Linked DNA regions of Pan troglodytes: region 2 is linked to region 1. Evidence: chromatin contacts called from public HiChIP or PLAC-seq data. All regions are on one chromosome and are shown on one strand. The core of a region is the stretch at or near the end of the contact, and the rest is flanking DNA. Distances in the headings are between cores, read along the strand shown. Region 1 holds the start of SLC44A3 (solute carrier family 44 member 3). Region 2 holds the start of ABCD3 (ATP binding cassette subfamily D member 3).

What was found. HiChIP or PLAC-seq counts read pairs in DNA pulled down with a chosen protein or histone mark.
Region 2: a contact with region 1 is called in an H3K4me3 HiChIP or PLAC-seq map of stem cell-derived excitatory neurons, with 2.3 times the contacts expected there. The contact joins the promoter of ABCD3 here to the promoter of SLC44A3 in region 1. A contact is called at or near these places in 1 of 7 Hi-C or Micro-C datasets (stem cell-derived neural progenitor cells) and 1 of 1 datasets of contacts at active chromatin or transcription factors (stem cell-derived excitatory neurons).

What each region holds. Positions count from the first base shown.
Region 1 is chr1:136,352,814-136,358,766 of NHGRI_mPanTro3-v2.0_pri, reverse strand. SLC44A3 (solute carrier family 44 member 3) reads left to right here and starts at 3,105. Exons shown (of 15, transcript XM_009425750.2): 1 at 3,105-3,242; 2 at 3,713-3,820. The coding sequence starts at 3,216. It overlaps LOC741049 (a long non-coding RNA gene), which reads right to left and starts at 3,046. Exons shown (of 6, transcript XR_008539718.2): 1 at 2,720-3,046.
Region 2 is chr1:136,758,699-136,764,651 of NHGRI_mPanTro3-v2.0_pri, reverse strand. ABCD3 (ATP binding cassette subfamily D member 3) reads left to right here and starts at 3,267. Exons shown (of 23, transcript XM_016922715.3): 1 at 3,267-3,600. The coding sequence starts at 3,491.

The sequences.
Region 1 (5,953 bases), core at 1,856-4,355:
GACTGTTTTTCTTAATTGGTTAGTTTAAGCCACTTACGTTTATTGTAATTGCTGCTCTATTTAGGAGGCAGCATAGAATAGCTCTAAGTATGGTTCTAAGTATGGGTTCTAGATCCAGACCACCTGGGTTCAGGCCTTGGTTCTGCCACTTTCTAGCAAGTTAGTTAATCTCAGTTTCATCATCTATAAAATGAGGATGATGAAAGTAATAGTACCTTCCTCATAAGGTTATTATGAGGATCAAATAAGAAACACCCAGAAAAGTATCTGGAACATATTAGGTACACTGAAAGTAAAAATTGTTATTAGTAATTTTATTTCTGCTATCAAATTTCATATAATCTAATTATTGCACTTTCTTTTTATTCCTTTTTCCTCTGCTCTCTTGCCTTTCATTTGACAAAATTTTCTTCCACTGCTTTAAAAGTTACATGTTTTATTCTTTTTTAATGGTAGTTACCCTTAAGACCAACATTCACAAATATTTATCCTTATTGATTTATTAAAGTTAACAATTTTTTTCATCTTCCTCCCATATGACAGTAATTTAACCCAGTACTACTCTAAGTACTCTAAGTAGTACTGGGTTACTTATCTCATCCATTCCAGAATGAGATTTGAGCCCACATGTAAATCAACACACAGCTTCCTTCATTGAGAAAGTCTTGCTACATAAGTGTCAGCTGAATCAAAGAGTTTGCTTATGACATAGCTGATATGCATTCTGGTACAAGCTCCTTATCTCTTAGAGAACAATTAAGTTTTGTGAACCGCCCTTTGAATGGCACTATTTTAGATCACTGTCCTATCATTTTGGCCTCTCATTCCTGAGCCCCACACCCCTCACAATATTGATATTGTCTATAATTTTAGGTCTGAATCATTATAAATATACTGTTCTTTGTTTTTAGACTTTTGAAAAGAGTTTTTGTAAGTCAGGTTTAATGAAATACAGTTTACATACAATAAAATTCACCTTTTCTAGTGTACAGTTCTACAAATTTTGACAAACAGATACCACTGGGTCATCAGTACCATTCTCCATCACTTCAGAATATTTCCATCACTTCAGAAAGTTTCTCCAGATTCCCTTCACCCTCAGCAGCTGACAACCATTGATCTATTTTCTGCCTTTTCCAGAATGTCACATAAATGGAATCATAGAGTAGCTTATTATATCTGACTTTTTTTCACTTAACATGCATTTGAGATCATCCATGTTTTTGCATATGTAAGAAGTCTGTTCCTTCTTAATGCTTAGTTGTATTTCATTGTATAGATGCATCACAGTTATGTATAGCCACCCACCAGTTCCTGGACACTTGGGTGGTTCCTGGTCTTTTTTCTAACACAACAATAAATTCAGCCTAAATATTTGGCCACTCTCATGCTATATCTATTGTATCATCTCCTGAATTTGTTTCTCTTCCTGTTTGATTACGTCCTCCAAGAATGTCATTCAAATGAATCTTTCATAAGAATATTTTTATTATTAATACATTCTCACATTCTAATGACAATATGGCTTAATAGAAAATAAGTTCAAAGTTATGCTTTTAAATACATACAGAAACATTTTGCTTGAGATAAACCTTTTCAATCTGAAGGTTTTTTTCTACCTTGAAATTTATCTCCATTATATCTTCAAATATTTCCCCTTCCCTGCTTTTATAATTCTTCCTTTCTGTTCTAGTTTTACCCTAGGTATAAGCTAGAAAATTTACAAATAAGCTAACTTGTTTTTTAAAACTTTTTCTACTGCCTCTGGAGGTTTGCTGAAAGTGCTCTTCCAATTACTAATTCATCGTCAGCTGCATCTTTTAGACTATTGCACATTACTAATACGTAGCATCAATATTCATTCTAATTATTATTTTTATGCTTAATATGTTTTAGTTTCATATTTTTTCCTGATTCATATTGCTAATATCATAACTCATTTTAAATAAATTTATCATGCTTATTTAAAAATCTTGGTCCATCTGCTCTACTGATCAGTTTCAGATGGCGTATGTTATTCAGTTGTGGTCTTTTAACAGTAGTTGCACTCCTCCAGTGTCTAATTCTTTGTCCTATGAATTCATGTTCCCCTGGGGTTTCACCTACTCTGTCTGATAAACATGCATCCAGGAAGGCCCAGTGAGTTTGCAGTGGGAGGGTGGTGTGAGCCCAGAAGGAAATCGCTGGCACCAGAGAACCACTGTCTATCATTCCCAGTTTCTCCCACTTACCCAGATCTTTCCTCCAGTCAGGTTTCTACCCTTAGGGAGAAGCAGCACCTAAAGGAAGCAATTAACCTAGCAACCCTGAGGGTGGCAGGGGGAAGGGTAGAGGCTTGATTGAGAGGAGGTGGAGGGAGGTCGGCCTGCAGTTTTTTTTTGTTTTTCGTTTTTTAAATTCCTCACCCCAACAGTGCTTTTGCGCTGGTCTGACATTACCTGGAAAACTACGCCACCAGTCGCTTCAGTGGACACTACCATTTCAATTGCGAAGTCAGGCAATGATTGCCCTAAGGCAAGGTGGGAGAGAAGTCAGAGTAAACCACCTCGAGAGCGCCGGTCTCCCGGAGTGTCTGGCTTCGACTCCTGCCTCCACAACTTACTGGGTCTCCTCGAACAAGTTGCATCACCAATGGCCGTGCCTCAGTTTCCCTCCTCCGTAGATTAGGAATAACAATAGCAGTGAGAACAGAATCCAGCACACAGTAAATACTGCTTACCTGTTTGCTATGTGGAATACGCCACTACACTGTTGCTCGGCCCTCAGGAAGGGTCTGCTGAGACTTTCTACTTCCTGCTCAGGGCAGAGGCCGACCACCCGCCCAAGGTCGTGGCGGCGCCGGCTCAGCTTTAGTCGTCAAAGTGCACATCCTGGGAGCCGCTGCCTCGAGGTGGTTGAGGCGAGAGGGCAGGGAAGCGTCTGAGCCTCTTCCTCCCACCAGAGCAGGACCCCAGCTGACAGCGGGTGAGCTGGGCAGAAACCCATGCCGGGAAGAGGCGGACCCAGTGGACCGCAGCGCCCGCAGTCGCCGGGCCAGGCGCAGAGGCGAACGGGAGGCGGCGCTGCACCGTGCCCGCCCCTCCCCGGCCCGGCCCCAGCCCCAGCCCCAGCTCCAGCCCCGGCCCCGGCCCCAGCCCCGGCTCGCGGGCGCTGCGTCTCCGCGTACAGGCGGCGGCGGCGGCTCCCAGTCACCGGCCCCCGCCGGCAAGCGCACGATGCACTGCCTGGGCGCCGAGTACCTGGTAAGCGCTCGCAGCCTCGGCCCTCGGGGGAGGAGCCCCGGGGAAGGGTCGAGTCCCCTTCCTTCACGCACCTTCCCTGCCGGACGCTTCCGCCTTTCCCGCGCCTCGGGGATCCCGCCCCCGCTTAGTACCTTGGGGCCACCTGGCGGGGAGGAACCTGGACCCTGCTCCAGTGCTGGGGCGGAGGCGGGGGAGACGCGGGCCGCGGGGCGCAAACTTGGGGTCGTCCTCAGGTGCACCTCCAGGTAAGCACTTGGCGGCAGGGGGCTTAACATCCGCTCGGCGCAGAGCAGGTGTTTCAAAGGCTGTGTGAAAGAGCTTCAGGTGGCCACGTAAAAAAATAATATTAATTTTAAAAATTTAGAAAAAGATTGGTTACTTTGGCCACTCTTCGAGTAGATTTGGGTTCGGTTTCCAGGTTGAGTCCACCTGTTTATCTTCTTTTTCTCAACTCTCCCTTTTTCTGGAAGGTTTCTGCAGAAGGAGCCCCTAGGCAAAGGGAGTGGCGACCCCAGATTTATAGGAAATGCACAGATACGGCATGGTTATTCCTGTTCTTTCTCTTTTGGACTGGTTTGGTAAGTGTGGGTGCTTGGTAGGAAAGAGGCCAGAGTGTGTGTGCACGTCTGGAAATAACTCTGTCCCAAATGTAAATCGTAGTTGGTGCCGCAGTGAGAGACTTCTGCCGTTAACCCACAATAAACATCAGTTAGTACTCGGGAGAATTCTTGTCCTAGACTCGCTAGAAAGGCTGTCTTTTTGCTACAGGCCATGTTCTAAGGGGTGACTCCATTAGGAAATGGGAATTAACAGTTTGCAATGTGATTGCTATTTAGTAAGGCCAATGTGTCTCCTTTTACTCTCCGAACTTACTGAACAGAAGTTCTTTTAGCACCTGCCACACCCCCAAATCAAATATTCCTCAAGCTTTGGGTGCACCTTTAACAAAGGAAAAGCCAGGGTAAGCCTAGAAATAAATTGCATTTCCTTTAGCTGAACATCACACACACACACACACGCGCGAGATATGTTGTGTTTAGTAGCCAATACTGTTAACCATAGCTAACAAGGAATGATTTTTCCCACTCTAATTTCGAGGTATGTATGATTGCTGGTAAACTCCATCAGGCTATGCGGTTATAATCCTGAGAGAGTCTGTTGGAAGCCGAATCTTGCTGCTTTTATACTTATTTTAGAATTGTAGGTAACAGCAGAAAACGTCTCACCCGACATTTTCAAAGGCCACTTTCACGAAATCATCCATGCCAGTCTAAGGCATGCTATTTGCTGCATGGTAAATGATTAATTTATAGAGCAGGGTAATAACTACCAGATAGTAATTACCTTTGTTGAAAAGAATTCCATCTGAATAGGCCCTAAAATATCATGTTTGTTCTTTCCAAGTAAGAAAGGCATTTGTTCACTTATGACCCGTTTCACATAGACAGGCTTGGTTACAGGCACAGTGGAAGGTTAGGTCTGAAACACATAATCAGATGTTTTTTGTTGCTTACGTTGGAACTCTCCCCTAGGAGCTGGGAGAGACAGTGCACCTACAATACCTTCTGCTTAACTTCGCAGATGGTTGGTGTTTTTATCTGAGACTGCTGTTGTATAAATGCAGGGAGCAGCTGGCCTGCCTTGTGCCTGGCAGCTTTGACCTCAAGCTGTTATTGTGATTTAATGATCTGCCTTAGCCCCTCCACAGCTTCAACCTAGGACCTCACTACCAAACTCTCAGCCCAACAGCTGAGAATCCTGGGGAAAATCTTTGTAGATGACCTATCACAGCCTGAAGAATTGTGAACCAGCTGAGAGGTGGCACGGAGCTGGAAACTGCTTTAAAATTACATTTCATTTGCAAAATAAGTCTAAAGTTTTAATATATCCAAGTTCTCACTATGGCATTCTGTTTTAAGAGTCAGAGTCCTTTCTTAGCTCACTGGCTTTTAGTGTCTTTTGCAACATTTTTTATTTGCAGGTATTTAAAACAGAGCAAGGAGTGTTTTGTTTTTGGACTTTTTTTTCTGCCTCTGTTGTTCAGCTTTCAGGTCTTGTGACAGATGTCCTGACTGGTGATGGTGTGCCCTGAGTTAGGGCTGGACAAAGGCTTGGGGGAAGGAGCTGAAATTATAAGCAGAGATGGTTCTTGCAAATGCAGCACCAGCCTGTGTTTATATTTGCATTAAACACAAGGAACAAAGTCTCAAAGTCTGGACTATCTCTGCCTCTACTTACCCCTCCAGTATCCTCTCCTGCCCTGCCTTTTCCTATCATCCCTCAAGATTCCATTTTCCTGATTTTGCAGGCACGGTTGACAGTGACTACCTTGGTGGCCCCACTAGACCAATTTACACACCTCCTATATCACCTCTCATATAGAATCGCAATTGCATGTTTGAAATTAGGACAATGAAGGTTTATAGTAGTAGTTTCTTGGAAGGCCGAGGCAGGAAGATCCCTTGAAGCCAGGAGTTCAAGACCAGCCTGGGCAATAAAGCAAGACCCTGTCTCTACAAAACATAAAAAATAATAATCATAAAGTCATAGTTTTATTAGCAGGGACTCAGGAATCCTCAGAAACCACTCCCACCTCTCCCACCCAGAAAAACTTTCCATTCTTCACCACAGGCTTTCCAAAGGAAAGAATGATGGTAAATGGAAAACATCACTTTGTTATTAGATTACTGGTGAGCTGGGCAGAAGCACAT
Region 2 (5,953 bases), core at 2,018-4,517, 410 kb before region 1:
TCTGCTTCCAAGATGGCCCACTCCCATGGCTAGCAAGCTGGTCTGGCTCCTGGTGGGAGGCCTCAGTTCCTCTCCAGGGCACTTTGAGTGCTCTCTGTGGCAGCTGGCTTCCCCAAGAGCAAGCAATCCAAGACACCAAGGCAGAAGCCACAGTGCCTTTTATAATCTGGCCTTTGAAGTCACATAGCATCACCTTCATTATACTCTTTTGGTTACAAAACTCAGCTCTGATGTGAGGGAAATTCCACGAGGGCATAAATATTAGGACACCATGATCACCAGGGACAATCTTGGAGGCTGGCTAACACAACATTTCTTCCAGAGGCTTTCTAGATTCACTAACTTCCTATGCCCTGCCTACCTGTTCTCAGTAGCTCAAATTCTTTAAAAATCAGAGCTCTTGGAGATCTCCCCCATAAAATCACATTTTCTGTTTTTCTTTATTATTTAATATTATGAAGTGTGAACTTGCAAAATTGCATTGTTAATTATCAAAGGACATAGTGCTGAGGAATTTTGTTCTCTAATATCCTAGACTGTTAGAAAGTTTGTTGTTCTGAGATTCTATCAGTGAGAACAGAACATCCCTTTCTTGCCTGGCAGATTTGAACTCTTTGAGTCACTTTGAGTTACAGAAGCAGTCTCCATTTCCAGTGCAGAAGTTCAGATAAGGGATTTTCAGACACAATATTCTACATTAATCTTAAATGTATGTTTCTAAGAACTAGAATCTTGAATCTGCTTCTCAGCCCAGGTTTGATATTACATACAGATCTGATTTGCTTTAGGCCTATCAAGCACTGCTTTATTTAGATTTTACCTAAACTCCTCTCTTTCTCTAAAAACTATAATGACTCCTTTTTTTTTTTTTGAGACATGGCCACAATTCCTCTGCTGTATAGTATCTTTTGCTGTAGCAAATTAATAAACTTAATGGGTTACAGATTTGGTCCTGGTGATTTTTGTCAGATGGGCTTTATCAATAGCTAAAATTATTTGAGCTCGAATAACTAGTGTAATTTTTTAGAATCTCCCATGCTTCTTGAACAAGGATAACTTTTAGAATGTTTTGTCAATGGATCATTTCTATCTTCCCTCTGACTGTTTTGAAATCTATTTTCTAGACTGTTTTTGACTAATCTTGCTTGTACTTCCTTCACTGTTACAAACTCTAAGATGATACCGTTACTTTCTCACAAGGTTCCCAACTCTTTTCTAGCACTTTTTTACTGAATTAGTAATTTCCTCTTTTGTCCTCCTGAGTGACTCCTGCGGTCCTTTAGAATTTAGCTACAGAATCACCTTTGTCAAGCCTTAAGCCTTTATTGAAAGCATTAGACAAAACTAAATATTTTCATGTTTGTGTTCTCATAGCACCTTGTTCATATCTCTAATATAGTACTTACCACATTTATACTTGATTTCTTTTACATGTTTTTCTTCTCTAACAGCCTCTGGAGAATATGATCTCCATGATCTGTTCATCCTTGTGTTATCTGTGCCAGGCATACTTAATTACGTAAATTATGTGAGGTCGTTGGGGCTCACAACACAATACTCCAAAATGAAGGTCTCAGTAGCAAAAGTTCTCTGCCCTACTCTGGCCCTCCTGTCTCTCAGTCCTGTATTTCCCTAGGCTAGCCATAGATATTAGGATCCCTATTCCTCAAGACAAGATGTAGAAACCAGAACCTCTATCCCCTAAAGCCAGCCATAAAAGCCTAAACATATTTTGCTAGTTTTCCCTCCCCCTTTTTCTGTAAAATCTGGCCATAAAGAAATTATCTGACCTGCCTTTTTTGACTGTAGGCCGTAAGAGCTCCATTCCATTCCTGCCCTATACCCAGAAGGAAGGAATGGTGCTCAGAAGGCCAAGAAGAATCTAGACGGGCCTTGCTGGGTGTCCTCACTCAGTCTATTAGCATTAGATTATACCATTTTTGTCCAATCACATTTCTACATAGCTGTCCATACTTTGTTGAACCTAAACACAAAAATGGACAATTTTCCACGTATCTTTGGGTCTCCATTCTGAACGCTCCCATGTATACACATTAAATTTGTATGCCTTTTCTCCTATTAATTTTTTCTTCTATTAATCTGCCTTATGTCAGCGGTTTTCAGTTAACTTTCAGAGGGCCAAGACCCTTTGCCCCTCCAGGTAATGAAAATGTCCACATGACAAATAGTGAATTAGTAGGAGCTTCAGTTCTGCATAATTTAGAATTCACTGTTGAGCACCTCTATACGCATGCTATTATTGTACCTCGTCTTTGTGATCCTCATAACCTGTATTAGGCAACGGCTCATGTATATTGAGAAAACACCTAGGGCACAGCACCACTACTTTGTAGGCTACTTTAATATGTATGTGCATTATGCGAGGTTTTATGAGCTTATTTTCTGACACACTTGCTTTTCTCCAGTTTCCTCAGCTGAAAACAGCGATTCACTGTTACTGTATATATGCTAGGCTCAATGCTGGCGATAACAATTCCTGCAACATAGGGTCAGACAGGAGAAGAATGTTGTAATCTGCAAAGCCCTTCTGATTCTGGGAGTGAGGCCAGCATTAACACAACGCACGATTGTTACTTCTGAATGTCCCTTTGCAAAGAACAGTGTTTCTCAAACTTTTTTCTGACCAGATCTGCATAAATACATTTTACATCGCCGGTGGCGATACATACGTGCAAAACACTGAAATCGAAATTTCTCTAAACAACTCCTTTACTACGTGATGTACTGTGAAACTTTTCTATTTTGTTCTATTCTCAATTTTATTAAAAACGGAGGGTGATGATCCCGATCTACCAAACCAATTTCACAATGCGCTAGAGATTATAACCCGCGGTTTGGAAAATACTGGCTTGGAAAAAGCTCTTTGATCTGTGTCATTCTCCTCACATCTCCCTACACCTCTGCGGAGTTCCGATTGTTTGGTTTCGTCCTGATAATCACTGTGCTGTGTTTTCCCTACACGCTCTGTGACGGGGCCGTCCGCCTCCTTCCTGGGCTCCTTTAAGAGGGTGGTAACGGTACATCACCGCGGGAGTGGAGAGGCAGGGCCCACTAGGTCCTCGCTGCAGGCCAGGCCCGCTCATCCAGTTATTGTGAAAGCCGGGGTGTGCGCGCGAAGAGTGGGAGGGTAGGGGTGAGGCAGGGGCAGCACTGACGCCTCGCAGGGCTGAGTAGCAACAGCTCCTCCGCGCCGCGTTTCCGGAGACTCTGAAGGAGTCCGCGCGTGCGCAGAGCGCGTCCCGGGAACTGTTCCGCCCACGGAGGCTGCCGAGCGCGCTCCCGCCGAGCCAAAGTACAAAGTGGGCTCCAGAGCGCGGGCGGCGCGGCGGCGCGAGCCAGGGGGCGGTCCTGCGCGGCCGGCCCCGCCCTCTGCTCTCCTCCCAGTCTCCCCCGCGCTTCGTGCAGTAAGGTAGCCGCTGCCGCCGCCGCCGCCGCGTCCCCTCGCCGGCTCGCTGGTACCGGCAGTGCCATGGCGGCCTTCAGCAAGTACTTGACGGCGCGAAACTCCTCGCTGGCTGGTGCCGCGTTCCTGCTGCTCTGCCTGCTCCACAAGCGGCGCCGCGCCCTCGGCCTGCACGGGTAAGAAGGCCCGTAGCCGTGCAGCCTTCCCGGGCCGGAGCGGGCGCTCCCCGCGCCCTCTCTCTCCCCACCCGGCCGACAGGTCTCTTTGCCCGACGGGGTCGGGCGGAGAGAGGGCCGACCGCGACTGCCGTGGGGCTTCAGTGTCAGGGTGTCCGCGAGTCCCCGCCACGACGGCGTCGGTCCCAGCTGGCCTGTTCGGCGACCTCGCTCCACCCCGGGAGTGCGAATTCTTCTTCTGCGCCCGCGGGCGAACCGGCGCCCAGCCAGCACTCAGGCAGCGGCCTCCAGTTGGGGGTGGGAGGGGGACGCGGTGTGTCCCCCACCCCCTTCCCTACATCACCCCCTTCTGTGTCAACTTTCTGGGTGTGTTCTGGTTTTGCCATCTCATCTCCAGACGGTGAAGGATTTGTTTTGGGGATGTGGATGTGTGATTGAGGATGGGGATTGGATTCGCCAGGCTGGAGGCTGGTGTCTAAGTCACTTGGACGAGGTTTGGCTCGATTCCCGACTAACTGCTGTTGAAAGTCGCGAGGGTGGCTTCTATGAAACTATTCCCGGTCCACTTGGCAGGATTGCCGTCTAAAGTGGTGAGCCCTTGGAGTCGGTGAACCCTTTGGTCGGTGAACATTTGGTCGATGGCATTTCATCCGGAAAGGCTGGATCGGTTCTGTCGGACTTACAGGGAAATGTTTTCCTTCCTGGGCTCTGTAGGTGAAAGATGAGAGTGTGGTTTAGGTGAGGATCAAGCTCCTTTTTAATGACACGCCACTGCTTCCACCGCGGGAGAATTTCAGTGCTTAGATTTAACTTTGGGAGGTTATCAGTTCAGAAAAAGGAAAAAAGAGAGAGCTGAATTACGGTTGCGACATACAGGTATGTATGTCACATACATGCAATTTTTATTTGCTGGACAAGTGAAAGAGAAAAGGCTACTTCCCAAGCATTCTTGCCAGTCATTGAATATTTCGTATTAAATCTTGACATACTACTTTCATGAATTTTATTTCATTCATTCCTCTGACCATGTACTGTTGCCTCCCGTGTTTGATTTGCCTACAATATCTAATTAGTAGTAAAATTTGGACTAAAACACAAATAGACTTCTAGTTTATAGTACCCTTTCCATTAAGTTCTTTCTAGCCGCCTTCTGTTTTTATCTTACTAGAGTCTGAAGTGATGATCTTTCTTTTCCTTCCTAAATCCATTTAACAGAGTTGAAAATGATTTGCAGCATAGTCTGGGCAATACAGCGCTTACTCATTTTTCTTCTATTCAGTTTGCTTTTAAAAGGATTAATTTGGGAAAATAAAAAGCAAGTTTTTCTGTTGGTTTGTATGAACTCCCAGTTGCAAATAGAAGTTACCTGTTACCTGGGAACATGCCAGTAGAAAGAAGATGTAAGGTCCTTTAACTTGAATTCTGTTTTTGCAAAGAAGTGTTTCAGGGCATAGAACAGGTGTTTTAATATGGAGGAGGGGACTCGAGGACAGCCCTACAAGTTCTGGATTACTTTTATGATTATATGTATATGTGATATAGTATCACATACATGCCACATACATATAGTACACATAGAGCTTGAAGAATTTTTACAAGTAGAACACACCCGTGTAATCAGCACCCAGATCAAGAAACAGAACATTATCAGCACCCCAGAAATTCTCCTCATGCCCCCATCCAGTCACAGTCCACCTAACTACTAAACCAGTTTATAAAACCATAGATTATTGGTAAGGGAAATTTTAAACAGAATCTAATGGGAAATAGTAGCGATAGAAGTAAAATAATATAATAGAATTTGCCTTATTAAATAATTTTAGCTGCTCATTTGCCATTGTAAAATGCCTAAAAAAAATTTTTTTTGAGAAATGTTGTGAGCTTTTGTGGGGATTAAATTCTTTAGCAGGAGATGTACTGAACAAAAGATTATTATTAGTCTTTTGCATTGGGATGAGTGGGGAAAATCTCTATTTTACACAGTATTTTGTTGGAGGAGATTGCAGATTCTGAGCAGATAATCATGAAGTTTAAATTGTTGAGATGAAATGATTGAACTATTTTGAAACCATTAAAAATGGTATTGAGTGTATTTTTGTAGATATTGTACTTCCAGAAGCTTACCAATATCTTTTAGTCACCACCTTTGGTATCACAGTTTGAAGATTAGAAGATTCTAACTTTATATTTGAGTGGCCTTTTGAATATCTTTGGTAACAGAACTAATTAATTTTAATATCTGGTGCTTAATTAAGGAAACTGGCTACTTGGCCTTCTTTTGTCTATGTTGTTAATAGTAGGTTGGTTTTAGAATATATATTCCCTTAGAATTGGATAGGTAATAGAGCTAGTA